Linked DNA regions of Mus musculus: all the other regions are linked to region 2. The links are chromatin contacts, called in public HiChIP or PLAC-seq and promoter capture Hi-C maps. All regions are on one chromosome and are shown on one strand. Each heading gives the region's core, a stretch centred on a gene start, on an enhancer-like site or on the middle of the called end of the contact. The rest is flanking DNA. Distances are from core to core; before and after follow the strand shown. Region 1 holds the start of Man1c1 (mannosidase, alpha, class 1C, member 1). Region 2 holds the start of Extl1 (exostosin-like glycosyltransferase 1). Region 3 overlaps Crybg2 (crystallin beta-gamma domain containing 2). Region 4 holds the start of Rps6ka1 (ribosomal protein S6 kinase polypeptide 1).

Evidence for each region. Promoter capture Hi-C pulls out the DNA fragments that hold promoters and counts their contacts. HiChIP or PLAC-seq counts read pairs in DNA pulled down with a chosen protein or histone mark.
Region 1: a promoter capture Hi-C map of liver shows a contact between it and region 2, with 7 times the contacts expected there. The contact joins the promoter of Man1c1 here to the promoter of Extl1 in region 2. A contact is called at or near these places in 3 of 39 promoter capture datasets (liver and stem cell-derived epiblast-like cells) and 2 of 484 Hi-C or Micro-C datasets (both in embryonic stem cells).
Region 3: a contact with region 2 is called in an H3K4me3 HiChIP or PLAC-seq map of embryonic stem cells, with 2.5 times the contacts expected there. The contact joins the enhancer-like site here to the promoter of Extl1 in region 2. A contact is called at or near these places in 4 of 115 datasets of contacts at active chromatin or transcription factors (bone marrow-derived dendritic cells, bone marrow-derived macrophages, embryonic stem cells and 1 more).
Region 4: a contact with region 2 is called in a promoter capture Hi-C map of pre-B cells, with 2.5 times the contacts expected there. The contact joins the promoter of Rps6ka1 here to the promoter of Extl1 in region 2. A contact is called at or near these places in 1 of 39 promoter capture datasets (pre-B cells) and 2 of 115 datasets of contacts at active chromatin or transcription factors (embryonic stem cells and large pre-B cells).

Annotation. Positions count from the first base shown.
Region 1 is chr4:134,702,859-134,706,229 of GRCm38.p6, reverse strand. Man1c1 (mannosidase, alpha, class 1C, member 1) reads left to right here and starts at 1,940. Exons shown (of 12, transcript NM_207237.3): 1 at 1,940-3,285. The coding sequence starts at 2,761.
Region 2 is chr4:134,371,038-134,374,259 of GRCm38.p6, reverse strand. Extl1 (exostosin-like glycosyltransferase 1) reads left to right here and starts at 1,713. Exons shown (of 11, transcript NM_019578.2): 1 at 1,713-3,222. The coding sequence starts at 2,542.
Region 3 is chr4:134,080,218-134,083,419 of GRCm38.p6, reverse strand. It overlaps Crybg2 (crystallin beta-gamma domain containing 2), which reads right to left. Exons shown (of 20, transcript NM_001162970.1): 7 at 2,958-3,084; 8 at 2,605-2,640; 9 at 2,195-2,331; 10 at 1,941-2,067; 11 at 1,552-1,691; 12 at 1,338-1,464; 13 at 973-1,005; 14 at 733-845. Among named protein-coding and RNA genes, the nearest start is that of Cd52, 13 kb to the left of the region's middle. Within about 2 kb of position 1,274, at least 220 of the 459 cell types and tissues checked have an H3K27ac peak or open chromatin away from gene starts, as enhancers often do. A contact at or near this core is called in bone marrow-derived macrophages, embryonic stem cells and memory CD8 T cells, where this site is marked.
Region 4 is chr4:133,886,036-133,889,339 of GRCm38.p6, reverse strand. Rps6ka1 (ribosomal protein S6 kinase polypeptide 1) reads left to right here and starts at 1,543. Exons shown (of 22, transcript NM_009097.5): 1 at 1,543-1,770. The coding sequence starts at 1,708.

The DNA.
Region 1 (3,371 bases), core at 691-3,190, 330 kb before region 2:
CCACACTCACACACGTTTACACATACTCAAACACACACACACACACACACACACATACTCACTCACACATACACATTCACACATACTCAAACACTCACACTCATACACACACATACTTAAACACACACACTCAAACACACACACTCATACACATTCACACATACACACACACACACACACACACACACACACTCACTCACACACTCCGTCTCTGTCTCCGTGCCCCCCAACCCCCTCAGTGCAGACAAGCTGACATTAAAGGCTAGGTCCCTACCTCCTTCCCCAAGTATATGCCAGGACTCTCCTGTAGGATCCACTGAGAAGCTTGGACAAGGGAGACGTGCAGGAGACCAGGCTAGGCCTCTGGGCTACTGCATTAAGGAGCACACACATGCTTATCTCATGCACGAGCTAACTCCAGGGAACTGACTCCTGCCAGCCAAACTCATAAGAGACTGAAACATTTGAAGTAGAAATTTACATATAAGCTAGGTGTATTGGGAGAAATTATTCATCTCCGGTGACCAAAATATTTGCACCTGTTAGCGACAGTAGTCTTTTATCTTTTATTTTCAGCAGAGAGAAATTTATATGCCAGGGGTATTTAAATGTCAGGAGTGGGCGTGCTGGCAATGGTTTGGCCAGGGTTAGAAGCAAGCCTCAGTAGCCCATTTGCAGAAAGCCTCAGGGAAGAAGAAAGATTTATGAGGTGAGAGCCTGCCTGGGCTGCCTCCTCTCCGGGAAAGGCGTCCCTGCAGTATTTTCTGTCTTTCAAATTGCAGCTGAAAGCAGATATTTTCCCCCTTGCCTATTATACCTCTTAATTTGTCTCTCCCTATGCTGTTGTCTCTATAAAGAGTTTTGCATGAGAGACCCACACAGCAGTGTTATTTTGGCCCCCGGTGTGAGGTTTAACAGCAAGGGAAGGACTAAAGTCCACGGATGCATGTGTCTTGGGGCAGGGGCACACGGTGTCTGATAACACATGCCGGTGTATGTGTGGGCTTGTGGAGGTGGCTTGGGTATGCCTGTGCACGTCAATGTTTTGCTTATATAGACCTGTCTAGATACACTTTGGCATAATTGCTAGGGTGTCCGTGCTGAAATTAAGTGTATATTTGCATGTAAGCACACACCCACAAGGTAGCCTCTGTATGCATAAAAATGCAAATGTTCACATACATGCATATCCTATGTATGACCCGTGCATATGTCCAGGTCCCCGCCTCTCTCTCTGTCTGTCCCTCTCTCTTCTTGCTTCTCATGTTAGCATCCCTCGCCAACCCCACCCAAGGGCCTTGGCCACATTTTTGGTGGCGGTTTGCGAGGAACCCTGGAAATACTGATTCAGCCAGACATAACCACAGCCACAGCTCTCGGGTTTGGTCCAGCCATCCCCATCCCCCCCAGAGCGAAGCAGCTGTACTACCGCGGCTGGTCTGAGCTCTGGGCATCCCTGGCTACCAGCAACCTGGCAATCCCCGGCTGGTGCTGAGAAGTGACAGGGTCGCCCAACGATGGGCAGCGCCTTACAGAACAACCTGGTCTCCTGGCCCTTCCGGGGGGAGACCGAAACACAGAGCGGCGCTAGGCGGAGGTGGGCGGTGGAGGGGGCGTCTCGGTCTTTCGGAGTCCAGCGAACGCTGGGCAGAAACCAATGGGTGATTGTGGCCCATCGGGGATCCCTCGGAAGCAGCCAATGACCTCTCTCCGCTCTGCACCCCGCCCTCTCCACAGCGCGCAGCTGGACCATTGGAGCTAGCAGGATGGGGGAGCGCAGCGCCAGCATTTGGAGCGGGGGGCGTGGCCCAGACTGTGACCCGCCCATCTTTCCCGGCTAGGTTCCCCATTGGCCGAACTGCGGTGCCGCGGCGGGCGGAGAGGAGGGGCGCGAGGCGCGCTGTAGGCGTGGCCTGAGGGCGTGGCTGGCGGGGGGCGGGGCAGCGGCGCTGTCGCAGTGAGAGCCGGAGCAGCGGCGGCCCGTCTGGAGCTGCGGCGGGTGAGCCTGCGCGGCTAGCGGAGCCGCGGGGCCGGGAACAGGTGATCGCAGCAGGAGACCCGCGCCCTCCCGAGTTGCGGCGCCGGAGCCAAGGCTTCCTGGCTCAGCGGCAGGCCCAGGGCTGACAGAGGCCAGCTGCAGGCTTCGCACGCGCTTCCCGGGTATCCCTCTCCCCGCGCGAGCATCTGAAGCCCCTGGGTCCCGCGCAGCCTCGGGAGCGGCAACCGCGCGCGGCGGAGCAAAGTTGTGGACGTGTCCCGACCGCCGGGCCCTGCGCCGTCACCACCGGCTGGGCTCGCGCTCTAGGAGCTGCGCTCGCCCTGCAAGCCCCGGGGGTTCCCTTTGCAAACTGCTCCAGAGGCTGAAACTTCGGGTGCCGGCGGGTCGGGGCCTGCGTCCTGCGCACCCTCCGCGAGGGCGTCGCGGACGGCATGTGACCACTCCGGCGCGGGAAGGCGCGGGAGGGCGCGGGCTCCGTGGATCAGGCGGAGGGCAGGCTGCGGCGCACGGCGGGCCCGGGCTCCAGCCGAGCAGCCCCCCTCGCCCGGGCCCCGCCGAGGCCGCCGCGCCCCCGCCCCCGCGCGGGAGGACTCGCTCCAAACTCCCTGAACTTCGGGCGGGTCCCGAAGCGGCGGCCTCGAGGTGCGCAGCCTTGCTCGGGGACCCCAGCCACTTCACTCTTGCTCCCCACCCTTGAGGACTCTGAGGACTCCCGGGGCCCCGGGCGGAGCTGACAGCCCCCTCCTGCTGGCCGCGCCGCGATGCTGGTGAGGAAAGTGCCGGGTTTCGTCCCGGCCTCGCCGTGGGGGCTGCGGCTGCCGCAGAAGTTCCTTTTCCTGCTCTTCCTCTCGGGCCTCGTCACCCTGTGCTTTGGCGCCCTGTTCCTTCTGCCCCATTCCTCTCGCCTCAAGCGCCTCTTCTCGGCCTCGCGGACCCAACAGCCCGGCCTGGAGGTGATGGCCGAAATCGCCGGTCACCACTCGGTGTCAGAGCAGGAGCCGCCTCCCAACCCTGCCCCTGCGGCTCCGGCCCCGGGTGAGGACGATCCCAGCCGCCTGGTCGGTGTTCTCCGTAGGAAAGGGTGGCTGCGGCGAACCCGCCCCACCGGGCCCCGGGAGGAAGGCAACAGGGTTGCAGCCCTCAGGCCGCAGGAAGAGAGCGTCCGGTTCACTTTCGACTACAATGGTTTCCGCAGCCGCCTTCGACACCCGGTCTTGGGGACAAGGACTGATGAGAGTAAGGAGTCCCAGAGTCTGGTGCGAGCTCAGCGAGAGAAAATCAAAGAGGTAAGCACCCCCCCCCCCAACACACACCTCCCGCCAAGACTTCTAGCTGCAAGCGATTCCCCACCTTCTTGGCCTCTCCTGGCTCC
Region 2 (3,222 bases), core at 464-2,963:
AACCCACATGGCAGCTCGCAATTATCTCTAACTTCAGTTCCAGTGAATCTGATGCCCTCTTCTGGCCCCCCTAGGCACAGGGCATGCATACTGTAATACTGTAGACAGGCATGCACAGGCACACACACACACACACACACACACACACACACACACACACACACACACACAGAGGCAAACACTCATACACACCAAATAAAAATAAATATGTTTTTAAAATGAATGGCCAGGTATGGTAACATATACCTTTAATCCTAGCACAGGGGACACAGAGACACGCAAGATCAAGGCTAGCCTGGTTTATATAGTGTGTTCTTGGCTACATAGAGAAACACTGCCTCAGAATAAAAGAGAAGATGTATAGATAGATGGCTTAGGACCTGGCTAAGCCATGGGAATACAGGCAAAGTTACTCAAGTTCCCTGAGCCTCAACTTTCTCTTCTGTAAAATGGGAATGATAGTAATATCTCCTTTATAGTCATTTCCAGCGTGCTCAGGACATAGTCACCTACACTATTACTCTTATTCAGCATGGCACTTCCAGTGCCTCCCTGGGAACCTGGTCCAAGTTAGGATGCGAAGGATCTCTTAGATGATTGAACATGGATGTGGCCAGAGCAAGCTTGAGCCCCTGAAGGAGGGTCCTGGCTCTGACTCAGGAGTCTCAGCCGCTTCCTAGAGGAAGGGAACCTTCTGCCAATTCCAAGCCTGGTGGGATGGCAACAGCGCATGCCCACACCTGTCTCCTGCGTGAGAAAGCCTGCGGTTTGCCTGAGCAGCTGTCTATCACGGAGCGACCTACCTCTTACTGCAAGAGGCCAGATTCTTCTTGATCCCATTTTGAGGATGTTCCTGGGCACCTCACTGTGCCCTGCCCTCAGGCTGCTCACCAAGGAGGAGAGGCCAGCGGAAGGATACTTCCTTGTTGAAGGACACCCCACCAAGTGCTCTTGTAGGACCTACAATAGCAACCCTCCAAGGGAATGATGTTAATCCATTTTAAAGATGCAGGTAGACACTGCCCAGCTCCATTCAGTGGCCGAGGGGACAAGAAGAGGCCCCATCAGGCCAGGCTCTGAGTTCAAATCTTCACCTGGACACATCAAAGCTGGGTCACCTTAAGAAAGGCAATCCCTGCTCTGCGCTTCATTTTTCTCAATAGTAAAAAAGACAAAAGAGCTGGTGATGTAATTCAGTGATAGAATACTTGTCTAGTGTGCACAAAGCCTTGGGTTCTACTCCCAGTACCACAACATCAATTCTAAAAATAGACAATGATAATCGTAATAAAAGGGGGGGGGAAAGGCAGATAAACATCTACTTTGGATCACTGGTAAAGACCTTGGAGAGAAGCAAACTGTCAATCCACAGCCACCAGTGAGGTATGGTGCCCTCCTGACCATTATTAATCTTCCAGAGCCAGGCGTGATGGCAGGTAGCTGGCATTCGAGCACTCCGAGGTGAAGACAGATTGATCAGGGACTCAAAGTCCTTGGTTGCAAGGTGGGTTTGAAACCAACCGGGGCTACAGGAACATCCCCACCCCCCTCGTCTCAAAAAAAAAAAAAAAGGAAAAAGAAACGAAACGGTACCCCAGCGAAAGAGGTTGCAAGGGGTTAAGTGGAAACCCTGCCTCCTAGCCAGGAGCCAATCAGAGCTGGCGGGGGTGTGGCCAGGCTGCTGCTGCTGCGAAAGAGAGCTGGACCGACTTGATACCTTCTGGAGTGGGACCTGGAGCTGCCGGCTGGACCTGTGGGGCAGGAACAGGAATTTGGAGCGTAGGTCTTGCCCTCTGCCCTGTGACAGCTCCTAGCCGGAGGGTGCAGAGCAGCTGCCTGGGTTAGGGGCCATAGCCGAGGGGAAGAAGACCACACTCCGAACCTTCTCATTCCCCAGGCGGCGGGCATGGGATGCACTCCGGCTCCAACTTCAGCTGGCTCTGGTGGCCCACATGGACACAAGGTCTATTTATAGTTCTGCCACAGAAGGCCAGCCACCAAACACAGGGGTAGCCAGGGTTTTTTTCAAGAGCTTTTGGGGCAGAGGGAAGAGTGGGAGAGGACAGTCCTGCCTCCTTCTACATCATCCTTGGCCACCCCCTCCCGATACCCACTCCCCATGAACCCAGACAGTTCTCCATAGATAGCCTGCCCTTGGGTCAAGGGTAAGATCAGGGGTGCAGTCCTGAGCGCAAATGGACACGATCTTGTGGTCTGGACAAGGGTTGCATCAGCCCGAGCAGTGGCCCAGGGCAGAGGTCCCGATGAGAGGGCAAAGGGTGGCAAGGTTGTGTGAAGGTAGAGAAAGCAGTCGGAGAGTGGGAATGCAAATTTAGAAAGCCAGAGCCTCCTTGGACTTCCCACGAGGGGTCAATCCCACAGGTGGCCAATGGTTAGTCGAACTTAGCTAGGGGACCTGCCTTCAATGGTGAGAGCGCTGGACCAGAAGGCTGATTTCCAGCTCCCTCCTGCCTGGGGTCGCCTCCTCCACTTGCTACAGAAATTCCTCACTTCCTTCTAGTCCTAGCTGTTGGTGGCCACATGCTGTGGAGAAGAAAGTCCTTCTGGCTGGCGTTGTCAGCCTTCTGGCTCCTCCTCGTCCTCCTAGGAGTCTTCCCCCTTCGCCTGGCAGTGTTGCCCGGTCCTCTTCCAGGGCGCTCCCAAGGCTGGCCCCGCTGGCTGGATGCTGCCTTCTTACAGAGTTTCTCCCAGTCTGAGACGAACCCAGAAGATGTCGCACAGCTCCCTCGGGTCTCTCGGGGAAGCAGCTGCACCTGGGGAGCCTGCTTTGACACCTCCAAGTGTAGGGGAAAGGTCCTCAAGATCTTTGTGCACTCCCCGGCTGGTCCGACCTCTGAGGCTCAGCGCAGGATCCTGGATTCCTTGGAAGGCTCCCGCTACTCTGCACTCAGCCCAGCAGACGCTTGCCTTCTCCTTTTTCTCCCCAGCCAGGATCGTAGAGGAGCCTGCGGGCCCCTGCCTCCGAACTGGAACGGAGGCCGGAACCATCTGGTGTTGAGTCTCTACCCAGCCCCTTGCACCAGGCTGGGACAGGCGATGGTAGCTGAGGCCAGCCCCTCCTCGGACATCTTCCGACCGGGCTTCGATTTAGCGCTCCCGTATCTCCCCGAAGCTCACCCATTGCGAGGTGGGGCTCCCGGCAAGCTGCAGCAGCACAGTCCCCAACCTGGGGCCACCTTACTGGCGGTAGCAGAGGAGAAA
Region 3 (3,202 bases), core at 25-2,524, 290 kb after region 2:
TGTGGAAAAAGAGAGAGATAGAGAGAGAAAGAGAGAGAGAGAAGATGGGAAGCATATGAGTAAGATGGTTACGTTCCTTCAAACAAACATATAGTAGCAAACAAGGAGGGGAGGAAGATTCGTGGACAGAACGGGGTCAAGTCAAGCAAGGCCATTTGTGACCTTCACTGGGTCCCGAGAGCAGCAGCTAATCCGCTGGACATGGACAGGGTCTATGTATGTAACTATGCCACTGACCTGTGCCTATGTGGGTGTGGAGAGCCTTTCTATGGCTCCCCCTCCCCCCCTCCAAACATCCCCAAAGCTTTCCTGTAACACAGGCACCTGCTCTAAAAGTTCGAAACAGGGTTTCTTTCTGTGTGGCCCTGGCTGTCTGGGAACTCATTTTGTAGACTAGGCTAGCCTTAGACTCACAGAGAACCACCTGCCACTGCCTCCCGAGTGCTGGGATTAAATGTGTGCCACCACTGCCTGGCTACTCTTTAGATTTAAACAAAACAACTTATTTTATTTGTATGAGTGTCTAGCCTGTATGGACGTATGGCCAATGCAGTGGTAAGAAGGTAAACTGCTCCTGTAGACTTCTAGGGAGTAGCTAGACTTCTAGGGAGTAGCTAGACTTCTAGGGAGTAGCTGGAACTAGAATTAGGATGGCTGTGAGCTGCCTGACCTGACTCCTTTCTCCCCTTGCCTCTCCCAGCACTCTGGGCTCTACCCAATCCACCTGCTCACCTGCCACCGTGGACCCGGCATGACTGGGGATGGAAGGAAGCAGGCAGAGAGGCTTGGTCATCCTCAAAGGAAATGTGGTCGCCCAGAAAGTTGGGGCCTGAGAAAAGCTGAATCTGGAAGACAGAGAGGTGACGAGGTTAGAGTGAAAAAAGAGGCGAGGGGCAAGGGTAAAGGCCAAGGGAAGTTTTGACACGAAGGCTGTGAAGAGCCTACCAGATCTCCGTGCAGCCGCCTCCTTACCTTCGTGACAAAGTGAAGATCGCTCTCCCCCACCTGAAGGAAGAGATCAGCGCTGTGACTGAAGGAGGAGGCCAGCCTCTACCCGCAGCCACTGAGATTCAAAACCATTGTGGCTATCCCTCAGTCCAGCATCGACAGGCTCCGCCCCTATTGAGACCCCGCCCCTAAGATGTTACTGCTCATAGCCCCGCCCCCTTACGGGGCACTGAGCCCCAGTTCCCGCCCTCAATATCCTGCCCACCCTCCTGCCTCCGTCCCTCCTGGCCAAGACCTTCCTCTTCCTGCCTTAACTAAGCAGCCAGGGCGAGCCACCTGGCCCCGCCCAACGGCCCGCCCCCGGTCACGCCCATCGCTCAGATACACACCTGCACAACTGGCTGAAGGGAGCCAAGGGCGCAATTGCCGGAGCCCCAGTCGTCGCAGTTACGGTACACGCCCTTCTCCAGGATGAACTGTTCGCCGGAGAAGCCAACCCGCTCATAGGCCACCCACCTGCGGGGAGGGCGTGGGATGGGTCGGCGAGGGCGGGGTCCGCAATGCTCCTGGGCCCGCCCTGCGCCTGGGGCGGGGATTACTCACACGCCGCTGAGCACGTGGATGGCTTGCGTGCTGGGTCCGTGCTGGGCTAGCTCCACATCCGGCAGTGCAGAACTCACCTCCACTCTGTGTCCCTGGAAGTCCATGTCCTCAAACAGCACCACGGCCGGGTCTCCAAAGTCCTGGGGCCCCCCGAGACAGTCAGGTTTCTCCCAGACAACGATGCAAACCCGTAGGAGTGCCCAGATCTCAGGGAAACCACCCACCCCGGGATTAGGTGTGAGGCATATGCTGGGGAAAAGCCACAGGAGGGAGGCTAGCTCTTGGGGGGCATTCTGCCGGGGAGAACAGACTGAGGGGTGCAAATTCTTCTCTCAAATTGTGCTGTGGACGTTGGGGTGTGGCCAAGCAGCCCAATTGCCTCTGCTCACCGTCCGGATGACCCGCAGGGAGGTCAGCAGCTCATCGTAGCCTCCCCAGTTTGACCAGTCAGCATATTCGCCCTCTTCTAGTAGGTACTGGTGACCCCGGAAGCCCTCCTTCTCATAGCCTACCCAGCTAGGGGAAGGGGAAAGATAGGCCAAGACACCGGTGAATCTACCAGACAGCCCCAGTCACTCTCCACCCACCAAGGGTAAAAACATGCAGGGACAGGGCAGATAGAAGAAATCTCTTCAATCCTCACCAGCCCCCAAGGATTCGCAGGGACCCCACGGAGGTCAGCTGGGGACTCTGGCTGTCCTCAGGCTGCTGAAGGTTGTAGATGTCTCTGCTTACTTCCCAGCTCTGCCCCTGAAAACCTGGTGCCTCATACACCACAGCCTGGATGAAAGGGGAGCCCCGGTGATAAAAGGTGAATCTGGCTTTCTAGGAATGGCTGTACACAACACCAACCTGGAGCCCCCATCCTCCCTGTGAGCATTGCTGCCTGTGTGCTCCGACCTCTAGCCAGATTCACACACCAAAGCCATAAACTGATGAGCCCACCTAGACTCCTGTGCCCTCAGCCCCTCAAGGCCCGGATCTCCTGTCCTGGTCACAGTGACAACCACTCAGACACACCAAATACCCTTAGATCTGGTCTGTCCCCCTTACCTTGGGTTCCCCTGGCTTCTCCACGCTTGGGCAGCCCTGCAAAAGAGACATGGCTGAAAGGCTAGTCCAGAGGTGGCTAAAGACAAATTAAGACCTGGGAAATCTAGATTTTCCTTGATCCTAAGACTCCTAAGAATTGCAGCCCCATATTTCCCCTTTTCTCTCCCATTGACCCTGTGCCACACCTCAGGTTAGTCCCCTCTCTCCTCCAGTCCAGTTTCCAGTAGGAGCTCTGGGCCAGTGAGGCACCAAGGAACTGATCTATGGTATTCCCCCATCTCTGCCCTCAGGTGCAGGGCCACCCAACATGGGACTAGGGACAGAGGGGCCTGTGGGTGTCCCATGCTCCTTACCAATCTCATTGGCTTTAGTGAACCCACACTGGGGCCTGATGTTCCCCAGGCCTCCAATGTAGGGTATTCTCCGGGCTCTAGGATATAGGGAGTATCTTCAAAGAATGGCTTGGGGTAGAGCAGCCACCTGGGGGAGAAACAGAGAAGCCACTGAACTCCTTAGGACAAAGACTTGGCATGGTGGGGCAGTTTAGAGGAGAGGAAGGGTTTTTGAGGGGTCCTTGCATAGGGATAGCAGAGAAGAC
Region 4 (3,304 bases), core at 294-2,793, 480 kb after region 2:
GGGAAAACAGCATCTGTTTTTATTTCTTTTTTGATTTAATTTAATTTTTGATTTTTAGACAACATCTCTATTATGCAGTCCACACTGGCCTCAAAGTCACAATCCTCTGGCCTGAATCTCCTGGATTAAATTTATTTCTATTTATTCATTTATTTATTTACTTAGTTGGGTTTTTGGGGTTTGGGGGGTTTGTTTGTTTTGTTTTGATACAGGTTCTTACTGTGTAGCCCTGGCTGGCCTAGAATTGGCTAAGTAGCCCAAGCTAGCCCTGAACAGAGATCCTCCTGCCTCTGCCTCCCTACTGCTAGGATTAGAGGCGTGAGTGACTTCTCTCCACTTAAAAATGTACTGCATTAAAATGTCTTTATCGGGGAAGGTTGTCCCTGTGCACATTTGTGGAGGTCAAAGGACTGCTTATGAGTTGGTTCTCTTCCACCACATGGGGCCTGGGGATCAGACTCAGGGAAGGCAAGCTCTTTTACCCATTGAGTCCATCCACGGACCCACCCCACACTCTTTTAAACACCAGTGTGCTCCTGACCTGCTGTGTGACTTCGGATAAATAGCTTAGGGTGTCTACTAGGATGGGGTGGAGTCTCAAAAAAAAAATCACAAGCTGCCTGAAGGTGGAGGTCGGAGATACTCAACACGACCTGGCCGGCAAAGCCTGGGTTCCATGGCCATAACCAAGCAAGGAAACGTAACAAAAAATAAATTCCCTATCAATGACGCCTGTCTTCGCTGGAGGCTTTTAATAAACGAGCCAGCTTGTCTTTCACCTGAGAGTAAGTCTCACGACACCTGGGGCCTAAAATCTCCTTAAGAGCAGGCCAAATCTTACTGGAGAGAATCCTGATCCCACCAGAACTGGATTTTGCCTTCTTTCCAGGGACTCCTGCTCAAGTCAGACCACAATCTGGTCTGCCACGGAAGAGGCGCGGACCTGGCCTGAAACCAGCGCCCTCAAGTGATAGGGCACAACAGACTAGGAAGGAGAAAAAAAAATGCGTATTAGGAAATCACCCTGGGGGCGCTGTGGGTCCTGGCGCTGGCTGGCTTGGGACCCGGGGATCACATGGAGACCCCAAAGTGTGGGCTCCCGTGATGTGCACAAGCTTTCGGAAGGGGGCGATCCTAAGGGCTTGGAGAGCTGAGAGCCAGAGGGCACAAGGCCCAGGCTCCTTCCACGCCTCAGTCGGGATCAGGCCCAGGACGTCCCATGTAAATGTGGGGTGGCAGCCCCTCCCCCTGGAGGGAGAAGGCACATCTGGGTTAACATCCCAAAGGCTGCTAGGACAGGACAACGGAGGCCCCAGCGAGGTCTGCAAAGCGGCACAAAGCCCGGGAAAACGGAACCCGCGGAGCCTCCGGTGGGCAGGGCCGACAGTGGGCTGGGGTCTCTCGTGAAGGCAAGGCTGACTCCCGGCGCGTTGGGGGCGGGGGTCCGCGCCGGGAATGCCGCGCCGTGGGGGGACTGGGCGGGGCTACTCAGGCCCCGCCCCCGCGCAGGTAGCCAATGGGCGCGGCGGCGCCGGGTGACGGAGCGAGCCGAAGTGCGAGTGCCGCGGCGGCGGCGGACGGCCCATCCAGAGCGCGAGGGGCTCAGGGGCGTGCGGGGGTCTCGGTGTAGCAGCAGGGACCCCGTGGCCCAGAGGCAGCGCTGCCCGGGGCCGCCGGGAGGAGCGCGGGCGGTCCGGCAGCGGCGCGATGCCGCTCGCCCAGCTCAAGGAGCCCTGGCCGCTCATGGAGCTGGTGCCGCTGGACCCGGAGGTGAGTGAGAGGGGCGGGGGTTGGGGGGACAGGCGGCGGCGGCCGGCCAGCCCGGATCCGCACCGGGGCGGGGCGGGGGCGGCCCGCGGCGTCTCTGCAGCCCCGCGGGGACGTGAGTGCCCTCCGGTCTCTAGCTCACTGTCCGGCTCCACCCCCTTGTGCTCCGGGTGTGCGTGTGTAGGGGATGGTTCTGCTGGGCTCTCAGTACCTCCCTGCAGTAGCCAGGAGAGGAATCTCCACGGTGTGTTGAGATCTGACACCTAGGACCCATCCCGCTTATCATCTTTTAGTAGCTGTGGGAGTTGCCCCAATCAGTGCAGAAGGGAGAAAGGCTTGGGTCAGATGTCTAGGCTTCTACTAGAGACAAGGATCATGGGAATCCGGTTTCTCACCTTAACCTCTCCCCAAGACCTCTCTTCGTTCCTCCACTTCTGACCTTAGGAAGGTAGCCCTGCTGAATCCCAGGCAGTTATGGAACGTGGGACGATACCACCTCTGGAGTTGGAGCCTGCTTTCCTTTGCCCTAAAGCTAATGACACCGGGTCTTCCTACTTCAGATTATGCTGAAGAGTGGGGAAAGTCCTTAGATCTTGTGAAGACTGTCTCTGTAGAAGAGACTCTGCCTCCGTCTTCCTCTCTCCCTCCTTCCTTTCCTGTAGAAAAAGGCTGAGCCCTTGGGCAGTATGGCTTCTGCCACCTAGCCTTTCCCAGAAGCAACTCCTGTCTTTTTTGAGGGCTTTGTGGTCCAACCCTGAGCATGCAGGAGGCCACTTCTGTGCTGTCCTGTCACCCTGGGATCAAGGTCAAGTTTTGAACCAGCAACTTTAAAACTTTCCCTGCTCTCCTGCTGCGAAGGAGGCAGGTGAAACTCTGCCTTCCTTCACTGGAGCTGTTTTGGGGTACAGGAGGCTGGGGTACAGGAGACCTCACTTGATCCCAGAACCTAGATGCTTTTTCTCCTGGCTTGAACCCCTTTACCTATGCTTGGTACCTCAGGTCAGTCACTGTGAGCCCTGTCTCTCAGGACCACGGGCAGAGAGAGGATCCACAGTGAGATCCCCAAGTCTCCAGGCACTCAGGGCATGCTGCCCCTTTAAAGGGATGGGCTACACTGGCTATTGGAGGGTGGGCGCGGCTGGATTAGGTAACCAACCTGAAGGCGCAATTTGGAGTAAATTGTTCTGGGATCCTTGCCACGGGGGTTTTACAGGCCCTACACAGGCGCTCAGAGGCTGTCTGGCTGACTCACCCTCCTAGGTGAGGAGCACTGCTCTCTGCAGCCCCTGGTGCTCCCCCCACACTCCCCAGGACTGGGGCACAAGGCCCCAGGGAAGGCTCAGAGGTGTACTCCTTGGCTTGGGCACGCCCCTGCCACCTGGGCCTCCAGAGGAAGGGAGGCCTGACCTCGGTATGGCTAGGGAGGGACTCAGCCTAGGGACTCACAGCTTTACCCTAGCGCGGAGAGTAGAGTTCTAGGAGTGCTGGCCTCCTCCAGGGCAGCACTTCCTGCTTCCCTTTGGGAAATCCTGAGGCC